Linked DNA regions of Mus musculus: region 2 is linked to region 1. The links are chromatin contacts, called in public HiChIP or PLAC-seq maps. All regions are on one chromosome and are shown on one strand. Each heading gives the region's core, a stretch centred on a gene start, on an enhancer-like site or on the middle of the called end of the contact. The rest is flanking DNA. Distances are from core to core; before and after follow the strand shown.

The links. HiChIP or PLAC-seq counts read pairs in DNA pulled down with a chosen protein or histone mark.
Region 2: a contact with region 1 is called in an H3K27ac HiChIP or PLAC-seq map of embryonic stem cells, with 4 times the contacts expected there. The contact joins the enhancer-like site here to the promoter of Bsx in region 1. A contact is called at or near these places in 1 of 39 promoter capture datasets (hippocampal neurons), 1 of 484 Hi-C or Micro-C datasets (embryonic stem cells), 1 of 115 datasets of contacts at active chromatin or transcription factors (embryonic stem cells) and 1 of 9 other capture datasets (embryonic stem cells).

What each region holds. Positions count from the first base shown.
Region 1 is chr9:40,871,284-40,876,743 of GRCm38.p6, reverse strand. It overlaps Bsx (brain specific homeobox), which reads right to left and starts at 2,617. Exons shown (of 3, transcript NM_178245.3): 1 at 2,305-2,617; 2 at 254-450. The coding sequence starts at 2,566.
Region 2 is chr9:41,934,357-41,939,369 of GRCm38.p6, reverse strand. No RefSeq gene overlaps it. Among named protein-coding and RNA genes, the nearest start is that of Gm36227, 18 kb to the right of the region's middle. Within about 2 kb of position 3,474, at least 142 of the 459 cell types and tissues checked have an H3K27ac peak or open chromatin away from gene starts, as enhancers often do. A contact at or near this core is called in embryonic stem cells and hippocampal neurons, where this site is marked.

The sequences.
Region 1 (5,460 bases), core at 1,368-3,867:
GGCAGAAGAGAAATAAAAAGAACCATGGTGTGACTTGGAGGTGACAGCCGAATCAAAGTGATTTTCCCTCTCCAGTAGAGCCGGGTAGGTAAGCCTAATGTAAAAATTGGGTATAAATTCTGTCGGATCTTGGAAACATGCTGAAAGGCGAGGAGGGAGGATCATTTGTACTTGATCCTTGTGGAACTACTTCAGAGTTGAGGAGGGAAGAGCAGGACGCAGAATCCGGGGCATCCTCCCGACTCCTGCTCACCTGAGTCTCTGAGAGGCTGAGGGCAGTGGCCAGCTCCACACGCTCTGGCGTCGACAGGTAGCGCTGGATTTCGAACCTTTTCTCCAGGCCGGAGAGCTGCGAGTCAGAAAACACCGTGCGAGCTTTGCGGCGGCGGCAGTGCTTCCCGGGCAACTCCGCGTGCTGCGGGTGCGGGAACAGCGCCGGGACCGGCATCCCTACAGAGACAAGAGCAGTCTGACGGACAGAGCCCGCATTCGGAGGAAGCATCCTCCATCCTCCCGCTCCACTCCATCCCAGCGCCCAGCGTTCCCTCCCTCTCTCCTACTTGCTCCAAAGCTCCTGGAACCCATCTCTCAATAACAGCCGGAAGAGGAGCCACAAAATAGCGCTTGGGGATCTTTTCCTAGAAGGCCATCCCAAAATTCAAATAAAAAACAGCAAAGAAAACAGAAAAGAAAAATAGATAAAAGATCTAGAGGCCCTTTAAAAAAAAAGAAAGAAAAAAGAAAAAATATATCTTTCTGGGGAAACTTCTTCAGAACCTGCGCACACTTCCAGTTATCTGTTAGGCCTTCAAAGTTTGCTTGCAAAAGTCCGAAGTTGGACAAGGATTGTCCACCTGCATCTATCCAGACCCCTACCAACAAACACTGAGTACTGTGCTATGCGGTTAATAACTCAACTCTAAAAAGCACCTTTTTCCTGGTCGTTCTCATCCTTCCATCAACCAAATACAGCGCGAAAAAACGCATATTCCGAGAAACTGTGGCGCTGGCCCGTGACATTTCCTTGTCAGTAGCAGGGTTGCCCTGGAGACCCCACTCCCTAGTCTGATCCTAAACCATTTCTCTCCGACTCCGAGCCCAGCATCAGGAGAGCTGAGCGACTTTTCGCTGGATGCTTCCGTTTCGCGACCCTCTCAGCTTTACCTGGTATATTAGGCGCCCCAAGCATCCGGGCCTCAGACACCAGTATCTGCCAATGCCCAGGAGAGGAAAACGACAATCAAGCATTTCAGCACCATGAATTTTGCCCAACACCAGTACTGGGAAAAGAGTATATTTTCAGGCAGGTGTCAAAGCCAGGGAGCAATGCTGATTTCTCCAGGAGCCTTAAGATCGCGCCTCGTTAACCTAGAGCTTTTGAGCGGGTTTTACTGTCCTAGACTTTCAGCACTTTTTTCCTGGATTTGAGTGCCTGTATTCCATACATCGTCTGCCCCCTTCCCTCAGCCCCCACTAGAACCAGCTTACTACTGTGCTCAGCAACTGAACTAGAAGATTTCTCTGTGTGGCTGGACTGGAAATGCTAGGGAAGAAAGTGTTCGTGCAGACTGAGAGAAACAAATAAAGGAACACAATGCAGACATCCCCCAGCATTTGCAGGCCCAGTCTTACTTTACCAATCCCCACTCATTGTCAAACAGTAAATCTGAAATATTTCAGCGACTCCAGCAACTGGGCCAGAGCAAGGAAGCCAAGCAGACTGCTTATGAGTTAAATGTTGAACACGGGAAGTGAAGGTCATTGGAGAACTGCAGCTCCCTTCTGCCCCGACCCCTTCCTGCCAGTGGCAGACTACCCCCGGCCCTCCCTCACTTCTATGTCTCCTGCAGAATCTGCAAATGTTCCTGACCCAACCTAGCAGAAGAGAGCGGGCCAGGTGAAGCCTTTTCATGCCCCCCACACACACACACACACTGGAAAGTTCAGTGCCATTTCCCTAGGTCAAGATGGTTGAGGAACCCTCCTGACGTGGAGGAAGTTTAGAAGTGGCATTGAGAGATGAGCCAAAGTTGCCTGGAAGAAACACTGCCCACCAGGAATATGATCACATCTATCTACTCCAGCTTCCTCTGGCCAGACACAATCCCTGTCTAGTTATACAAACTGTGAAGTGACCAGAAATTGCTCCCTTCCGTTGGCCTGCTTCAAGGGAGCTCTCAACCATGTCCCTAACCTTCCACTGCTACCGAAGGAGAAGACCACCGGGACTGATATAGTCTCTGCTCTGGGGGATGAAAAAAAAAAAAAGCCCACTCCCTACTCCTAGAGGCCTCTGTTACTTACCTGAGGTGGTCAGGAAATAAGGATGGTGGTGATCTCCCTTATGCAGAGGATGATGAGCGTGAGGGGTGAGGAGGGTGGGTGTGGGCATAAGGGGGTAGCCATAGTCTAGCAAAGGCACCCTAGAGGCCAGAGAGCTGGCAAAGTGGTCAGGGGCCACTTCCCTCAACGGCTTGGGCTTGTGTAGCAGAATGTCCTCGATGAAAAACGACGTGGGCCTCTGAGAAGATGCTGGATGAAGAGGGGAAGTGAAGTTGAGATTCATCTTGCAGAGCGCCTGTCACAGGGCGAGGGCCCGGACAAAGTGCAGGAAGCAAACAGCTTCCCGGCAGGCCTACTCAAGAGCCTGCAGCTGCTCCTGATCGCCCAGGCTCAGATCCCGGCAGCTATACGGACCTGGGCTATCCCCGGCGCTTGTCTTCTTGCCTCTCCAGCGCCGGGGTAGGTTGGTTCTGTGTGTTGGAGAATTGGCAGCTTGGAGAGGGGAGCCCGGCGAACCAATAGGGAGGCTGCAGAGGCAGAGGGGAGGGTGGGGTGGGCTCGGGGCGGGGCGGGGATCTGTCCGCGGTGCTGAATGCGTCTGGCCAAGCAGGGAGTGCTGAGCCCAATGGGTTCCTATACGGTTTCTAGACCCCAGTTTCTACCCCTCTCCTGCAAGCGCTGCCTCCTGTGTTCCGTCTTTTTAAAAGACGGAAAATGATTTTTTTTCACCGTTGTTTAACGACCTGCCTCTTAGAGAGAACACCAAGAGAGTCCCAATAGCCTAGGATTAAAGCACTTAACTCAAGCATTTGAGCCAGTTTGTTGTCTTTTAAAGAGTTTCAGTAATCGAAAGCAAAAGGAAAAGAGAAGTGAAGAAATGAAGATGCACTCTGTCCGCTACACCAAGTTGCTAGAGTTAGATTAAATTGACAACAGGGATGATTGAATTGTTGGGGGAAATAAAGATGACAGGTGGAAGATTCTTTATCGGGAATTTAAGGAGTGGACAGAGGGGGTCTATGTGCATCACAGACTTGGTCATTTTAAATCTGTCCGTAGTCACCTTTCCCTGCCGCCCTCCTGGCTGCTCTTCACTTCAGTCTTACAGTTCTTTGCTATTTCTGCCACATCACCAGTTCCAGCTACAGGGTCCCCATCACTGTGTTAGATTTTATTCCCTCTCTTTTTCCTCTGCCTCTTTCCTTACTCTTCTTTCCAATCTTTTCCTTTTTTTTTCTGTTTGTCTTTTTCTAATCTGTCACATTTATTTCCCTGGAGTCAATTTGCTAAAATTAAGGTGATCATCTACAGCACAGCAGGAGTAATTTGGGCTCGCATCTCTGAAAATTGCTCTAATTATTGATGTTAAATTCGGGGAAATTAAAAGAAGCCACTTCTCTTCCATCTCCTCATTTTTAAGCTCTAATTTGTTGATATCTAGTCGTCATCACAATTCCAATCACTACAGCTAATAGCAAAAGTGTTTTAACAGAGACTGAGTCCTCACAACCCATGCTATTAGATAATTAGCAGAGGTGCTGCGAAGTCAAGTGTTAATCCTCGGGCGCTGCAGTAGGATTTCCATCTGATCTAGCAGGTAGAACAAATTAATTACCAGAATCAATTAGGCCCCAAACTTCAGTGCTCCGGGAAGTGGGAGTGTCCTGTACCACCCGGACACACTGGTAAGCAGATAGGGGGAGGAAACAGAGGAAGGAAGCCTGGCAGCAGCCAGTGAAAGGAGAGCTTGGTAAGGGACCGAGACCACTTAAATGAAGTCAGAAGTGTTCCTCTTTGTCTGGAAGGGGACTTGTGTCTTAAAGTTTGTAATTGTAGGAAGTGAAGGCAGAGGGGAGATGACCTCCGAAAGGAAAGACAGTAGACTCTACAGAAGTTCCCTAACCAGCTTCCTGGTCAAGTCATCGATTTTGGGACTGAGGGAGATAGAAGAAAATGTTGAAGAGGAACTGGGGTGATGGTCCACACATAAAGGAAGTCCACCCACCTCCACTCGAAGCGTGAATGTAGCAAATGGATATCAATCATCCCTACGCAGCAAAAGAATATCAATCTACTCTCTATCTCCAAACACAGGCTGGCAAGCTATAGTGGGGCGGGCCTCTTACAGCGAGACTTTAGTGGGTGTCAGCTTCAGCCCATGTCTAGGTTCCCAGCCACTGTGTAGATCCTCACCCGGCCTCCGGGGGGCAGGCTTTCAGCTTCCTTGGGTCAGGGACTAACTTATACCTTAGAAACAGAAGAGACTGAATGTCACTTGGGCAACGGGGTTAGTAGAACAATGCCAGTGATTGTGCTGTGACACAGACAACTCTTTTACACACCTCAGATTGCTCGAGGAATCGCAAGGGGAAGAAGAGTGTCAGACTCCCTTCTTGGTCCTTCGGTCTCTGACAGTCTGTAGACCCGGAAATAGACGCCGAATTCTCCGCTCCGCCTATGGCTCTCCCCAGGACAGAAGCGGCGGAGGATCACGCCCAGGCTAACCTCGAGCAAAGCTGCCCAAGGACAGAAACTGGAAGGCGTTTTTCTCAGAAATCCGGCCATCCTGCATTTGCCTCTTTAGGTCGCTATAGGAACCTAAGAAGTAAAGAGACAAGGAAACCGGGTCTCCGGGAAAGGAGCAGGACGTGGGGCGCTGGCGTCTTTCCCTTGCCTATTAGCGCCGCCAGCGAGCAATGCTAAAAGGCTGGATGAATACCCCTGCCAGGTCCAAAGCAGACCCCTGGGGACTCTTAGGCATTCTCGGTGCCGCCGCCACCCTTACCCATAACAGAAGAGAGACCCTTTCTCCTCCAGTCCCAGACACATCCTAATAGGAGAACCTGTGGGGCCCTGAGCCCAATGCGCCAAAGAAGCCCGGATGCGAGCGGGCGGTGTGCATAAGGTTAGTTCTCAAAAGGTTTTTTAGCCCTGTTCTGGCCTCTGGTTCCAGGCCCTACTATGTCCCAGACCCCTGAGGAAATCCTGAGGCACAGGATGCTGGGAAAGTTTCCCCCACTGGCCGGGCTCTTGAGCGGAACCCTGGGAAAACGCTAGAGTGACCAAAACCAGCTCTGATGCAGTCCTACTGCGCTCTGGGGTGAATGCAAGGGTACAAGGTGTCCAGTCCCCTCGGGGTCATAGTCCTGGCTTGTTCTAAGGGAAGGAGGTGATAGG
Region 2 (5,013 bases), core at 2,225-4,724, 1.1 Mb before region 1:
GATGTTTAGAGGCTGGGCGTTGGCGCTGGCTTGGAATGAACCTGTGTGGCTTAACTGCTTGTTCGACTGGCTTCAGGGCTCTTCTCCTTACTGACTGACCCTTTAGAGACTGACTGCTTCATGTCGTTCAGTCTGACCTCGGACTTGCTGGGTAGCTGAGGATGGCCTTGAACTTCAGAATCTTTCCCTCCCACCTTCCCATTGCTAGACTTCCCGGCTGGTGCACTACATCCAGTTTGTGAGGTGGTTTGAGATGGAACCCAGGCTTCACCCCTGCTTGGCAAGCACTCTACCAAGCAAGCCATATCCTTCTCTTCATGTTTAAATTCACTAAAGAGAGTTTAGGTCTTAGGATTGTCAGCCAGTTCCTCCATTAAATATAAAATAATACCCAATTCATCTACACATTGAAACATAGAGGGACTCCCTTCTTTCCTTTAAGACTCCCCTTCCTCTCCTTGGCAGCTGCATGGCTTTGAACTTCCCCTTGCAGCCTGTGGCATCTTTTCTTTGCATGTTACACCCCTGGCCCCGGTCCTGGGGGCTCTGCTCAGTTAGGACAGGACCGCTAACTCTGCCAGGGAGTTGGGTTTTATGAGAACTGAGAACAATGGTGTGTGCAGCCTGCCCCGTGCTGCACTCTATCAGACTCCTGGAGACTGCAGGAAGACTTCCATTTGAGGCTCAGGCTGCAAACTTTTATTTTGAAATGCCGGCTGTCTGAAATCAGGTTTATTCAGCTTTGACTTTGGCTTTGAACTGAGGCTCACATGGTACCTGTCACCTGAAGGGTGACAATTAGGGTCCGCACATGGAGCTACGTGAACAGAGCCTCCGCTTTGTTAGGTTGACAGAAAAAGAAGGCCTGTTTAGAAATCTTTCTTGTCTCACCTCTTCCTGTTTTCTATCCGTGCACCACCCTCTATCCTCCTAAATCTGCAGCAACAGGGGAGGACCCAGGAACAGACAAGGAGGAAAAAAAATCAATATCAAATCAATTCCTGCTATGGATCCAGAAAGACTTGTGGTCAAAAACAGTCCTGGTCCTTTTGAGTCCCTTAAAATTTTTGTATTGCATCCAGAGATGGTAATTGATTGAAACTGCCTGTGGTTTTAGGAAGTGCTCCGGTTACAAGGAAAAATCCTTTTATGTTGCTGGACGGCAGCCACAAAATCTCTGAAGTCAGGAATCTGGCAGAGGTTGAGCCTCCTCCAGGGTGTAAATAAACCAGCCTGGTCTATAACCCAATAGAAGTCAATTTATTGTGTGTGTTTCAAATCACTCAGCTCAAAGCCCTGCCCAGTTATTAAAGAAAAAGGTGTGGGATACAGCTGCAGCTCAGACAATAGGTGATGGTAAGCAGCAGTGTTTGTTAGGCCCTGTAGAACTCCCGGAGGAAAAGACGGGGCCTTGCAGGCTCAGTACACCTCTTCCTCCCTACTTGCAAAGAACTGCTCAAAATCAAGCAACCAGGCATGATTGGCACCCAGAGTCACTTACTGTGCTAGCCAGGAGCCTGGGGCTCAAAATGCTTAAGTGGGTGACCATTTTATACCGCTGGTCAGGAAACCCAGTGACATTCTTTGCTGCAGTGTTCGGCCATGTGGAAGGCATTGGAACTGGGGGTTTGGCTGGGCCAGATCTTGTTACCCACTGAGATGCCCATGGCAATGTGTGATGGGAGCCTGTTCCAATGCCTTGGGCAGATAACATGTTGAGTCCCAGTTCACACCAAGAGCCGGTTCACTTACACAGCAGAAGGTTATTTGGGGTTCACTTAGTCAAGACTAGAGGAAAAATCCCAGCGCCTGTGCACCAGCATTCCTGCCTCCAGCTTTAGCATCATTGCAGACCCCAGACGGTGTGTGGCAGCGGGTTAAGGGTGTTAAACATAGGAGGCCTTGCTTGCATCTTGCTCCAGACTGGCAATGACAATGAATTATTAGAAAAACCCAGGGTAGTCGACACAAAGCTGCCTCTTAAATGCTTATTTTTTCAGCCTTGGTCCATTGGGCACCACTGACCATCCACACCCTAAGATACTCTAAAATACCCCACCTTCACAGTATTCCACTTCATTTTAACATAGCAAAGCATTAATAGTCTGGCCGAAGTGTTCTCTCTCTCTCTCTCTCTCTCTCTCTCTCTCTCTCTCTCTCTCTCTCTCTCTCTCTCTCTCTCCTCTCTCTCTCTCTCTCTCTCTCTCTCTCTCTCTCTCCCTCCCTCCCTCCCTCCCTCCCTCTCTCTCTCTCTCTCTCTCTCCCTCCCTCCCTCCCTCCCTCCCTCCCTCCCTCTCTCTCTCTCTCTCTCTCTCTCTCTCTCTCTCTCTCTCTCCCTCCCTCCCTCCCTCCCTCCCTCCCTCCCTCCCTCCCTCCCTCCCTCCCTCCCTCCCTCCCTCCCTCTCTCTCTCTCTCTCTCTCTCTCTCTCTCTCTCTCTCTCTCTCTCTCTCTCTGTTTTTTTTTCCTGGTGGCCTCCCTCCCAACTCCATCCCCTTCCATCTCATTGGCTCCAGACAAGTACTGGGGAACCAATGAGATTCCTCTTCTTCATTCATGTCCTAGCAACAAGCCCAGTTCCAATCTTTCTCTGCCAAACTAACACCTGAAAAATTACATCATGAATAATGGCAAAAAGCAGCAAGGGCCAGAGAAGGGCTTTTTTTTTTCCCCCTTCAACTGTCTGCTGCAGAGTTCATTTAAGGTGTTTTCGTCTAGATTCTTAAAGCAACAATGTCCTAGGTTTTTGCTGATCTTTTTCAGCATACATACATACATATATATATATATATATATATATATATATATATATATATATATGCTGTTATCGAATGAAGTAACAGCTTTTGAAGCTAAATAAAAGGAAAACATTTTAATGGGGTTCACTGTATAGCCGTCCACACACACCCCTCCCAAGTCTGCGTTTAGAGGAGCGGAGGGGAATTAGACTGCTCTCCTATATTCTTAAGGAAAGGACGAAATTGGCCCAAGCCTCACAAGGCAGCACATCCACCCACTGTTCAACACAAAAAAAACGTAGTCCCCTTCCTGGCGGTGCCCCCTGCTCTTGTTAAATATCCCCTAGGCCCCTTTCATTACTCTTTGGGGATAAAGAAGCCATTCTTTATGAGGATCATGGAGCCAGGGAATGAGGTACCTGGAGAGTCTTCCCCGGAAGTGAAGTTGTATAGGGTATGCAGAGTGGGGGTGCTTTAGTGCGTTTAGTTCCGTACACGTGGGGGCAGCGAATGCAAACTCGTAGCTGGGGAACCACCACAGGGACAATGACATCCAGATGACCTGGGCGGGGGCGGGGGGTGGGGGAGAGGAAACTGAGAAAGAGAGGTGAGGTGATGTGGTGTGGGCTTGCAGGAGGATGATGGGGGAGGGGGATGGAGGCCCTGGAGGGGGTCGGGGCTGTGAATGGAAAGGTCCACCCTTCTAGGCATTTTTCAAGTCCCAGACGCCGCTTCCGGCTTCCCCCACCCCACCCAGTCTAGAGCAGACGCGCGCGAGGAGACTCAGACACAAAGGACCACAGCCCTGCGCAGGAATCGAAGGGGGAGGGGAGGGACACCTGCCCGCGTGCACGTGCAGGGGCGCAGCCAGGGAAGACCCTGTGCTCAGTCTCTTGCTCTCCCCTGCAGGATCTATGCGTGGCAGGATCTGGCAAGGGCCCCAGGAGTCGGCTACAGGGGGTGCTTGGCTGAAGGAGCAGAAAATAGGTCCACTGGGTGCCTGGCTCCCTGATAGTGTTTGCTGATCTCCTCAGCCATAGCCTTGGCAGCAGGTGGTGCCTCCAGACAGCCTGCCTGGGTGCTTGTGAAAGCGAGTAACTGCATAAATTCTGCGTAGGAAAGAGAACCATGCCAGCGAAGGGACTAGGTGGAGGAGGGAAAAGGGTTTGTGGGAGCTTGCTCTTCGGAAGGAGGTAGAGTCGGTAAGCTCATAGTCACTCCCCCACACAGGTTACACTAATGTTCTTGCTCAACTGCTGCCATGGCGGGTGCGGGAGGAATCACCGAGTGGCCTGAGGGGCTCTAGGCAATCCGTGTCTTTTTATCTACCTACCAGGGTTTCAGCCTGTTTTCCTGGGATCCAAGAAAGAGACCCAGGCTCGAAAGCATCCCAGCGCACAGTGCAGAGAATTTGGATGATGCTCTGATATTTGGGAGAAACAGGTGGTCGTTCAGCTCAGTGAAAAAGTCACCAGGGGAAGGAGCCCCACAGCGGGGTCTTCTGTTGCATCTTTCTTGGGCAGGGAGGTCTAAAGCTGTGGGATCCTGTCTCCTCCCCAATGTCATTGTTAGTGACAGAGGGAGGTGTTGCAGGTATGCAGGGGTGGGGTGGGGTATGGCTTCCACAGAACTCAGTCATGCCAGTGCCAGCATGATACCCTCCTTGGTACTGGGCAGCAACCCTGGGTTGGGGTGATATTCCTACCTCGAAGGTTTATGTCCCCACACCACCCGGGGCCTCTGTAGTATAACTTGTTTCTGAATCCCCCCTCCCCCCTCCCCCCCAGCCTGGTTCCTTGTCCTTATTGTCCTTCCTGGGACAGGATTCTTCTGGCTAGGCTTTAAGAGTTGGTTTTCTGAGCAGGAGTGATGGCTCAGTGGGTATGTGTCTGACCTCAGTGCCCCCACTGCAAGATGAGGATCTGAGATAGAAGAATTCCCGGGAAAGCTCATGAGCCCTGTCACACAGAGCATCGAGCAAATGACCCTGTCCCAAACAAACTAACAACGCAAGGTTTTCCTTTAACTCCACAAGTGTGCCTGCATTCTAACACATGAACACACACACCAAAATGACATTATGCACACACATACACACACACACACACACACACACACACACACACACACACACACACACACACGGAGAGACAGAGAGAGGCAGAATCAGACAGAGACAGAGAAATTGAGATTTTAAAAGTTGGTTTCCCCCTGGGCTCTGTTCTGGGCCCCGCTTCCTCCTCATGTTTTTGCTTTTGACTTCTCATCCTCTTGTAG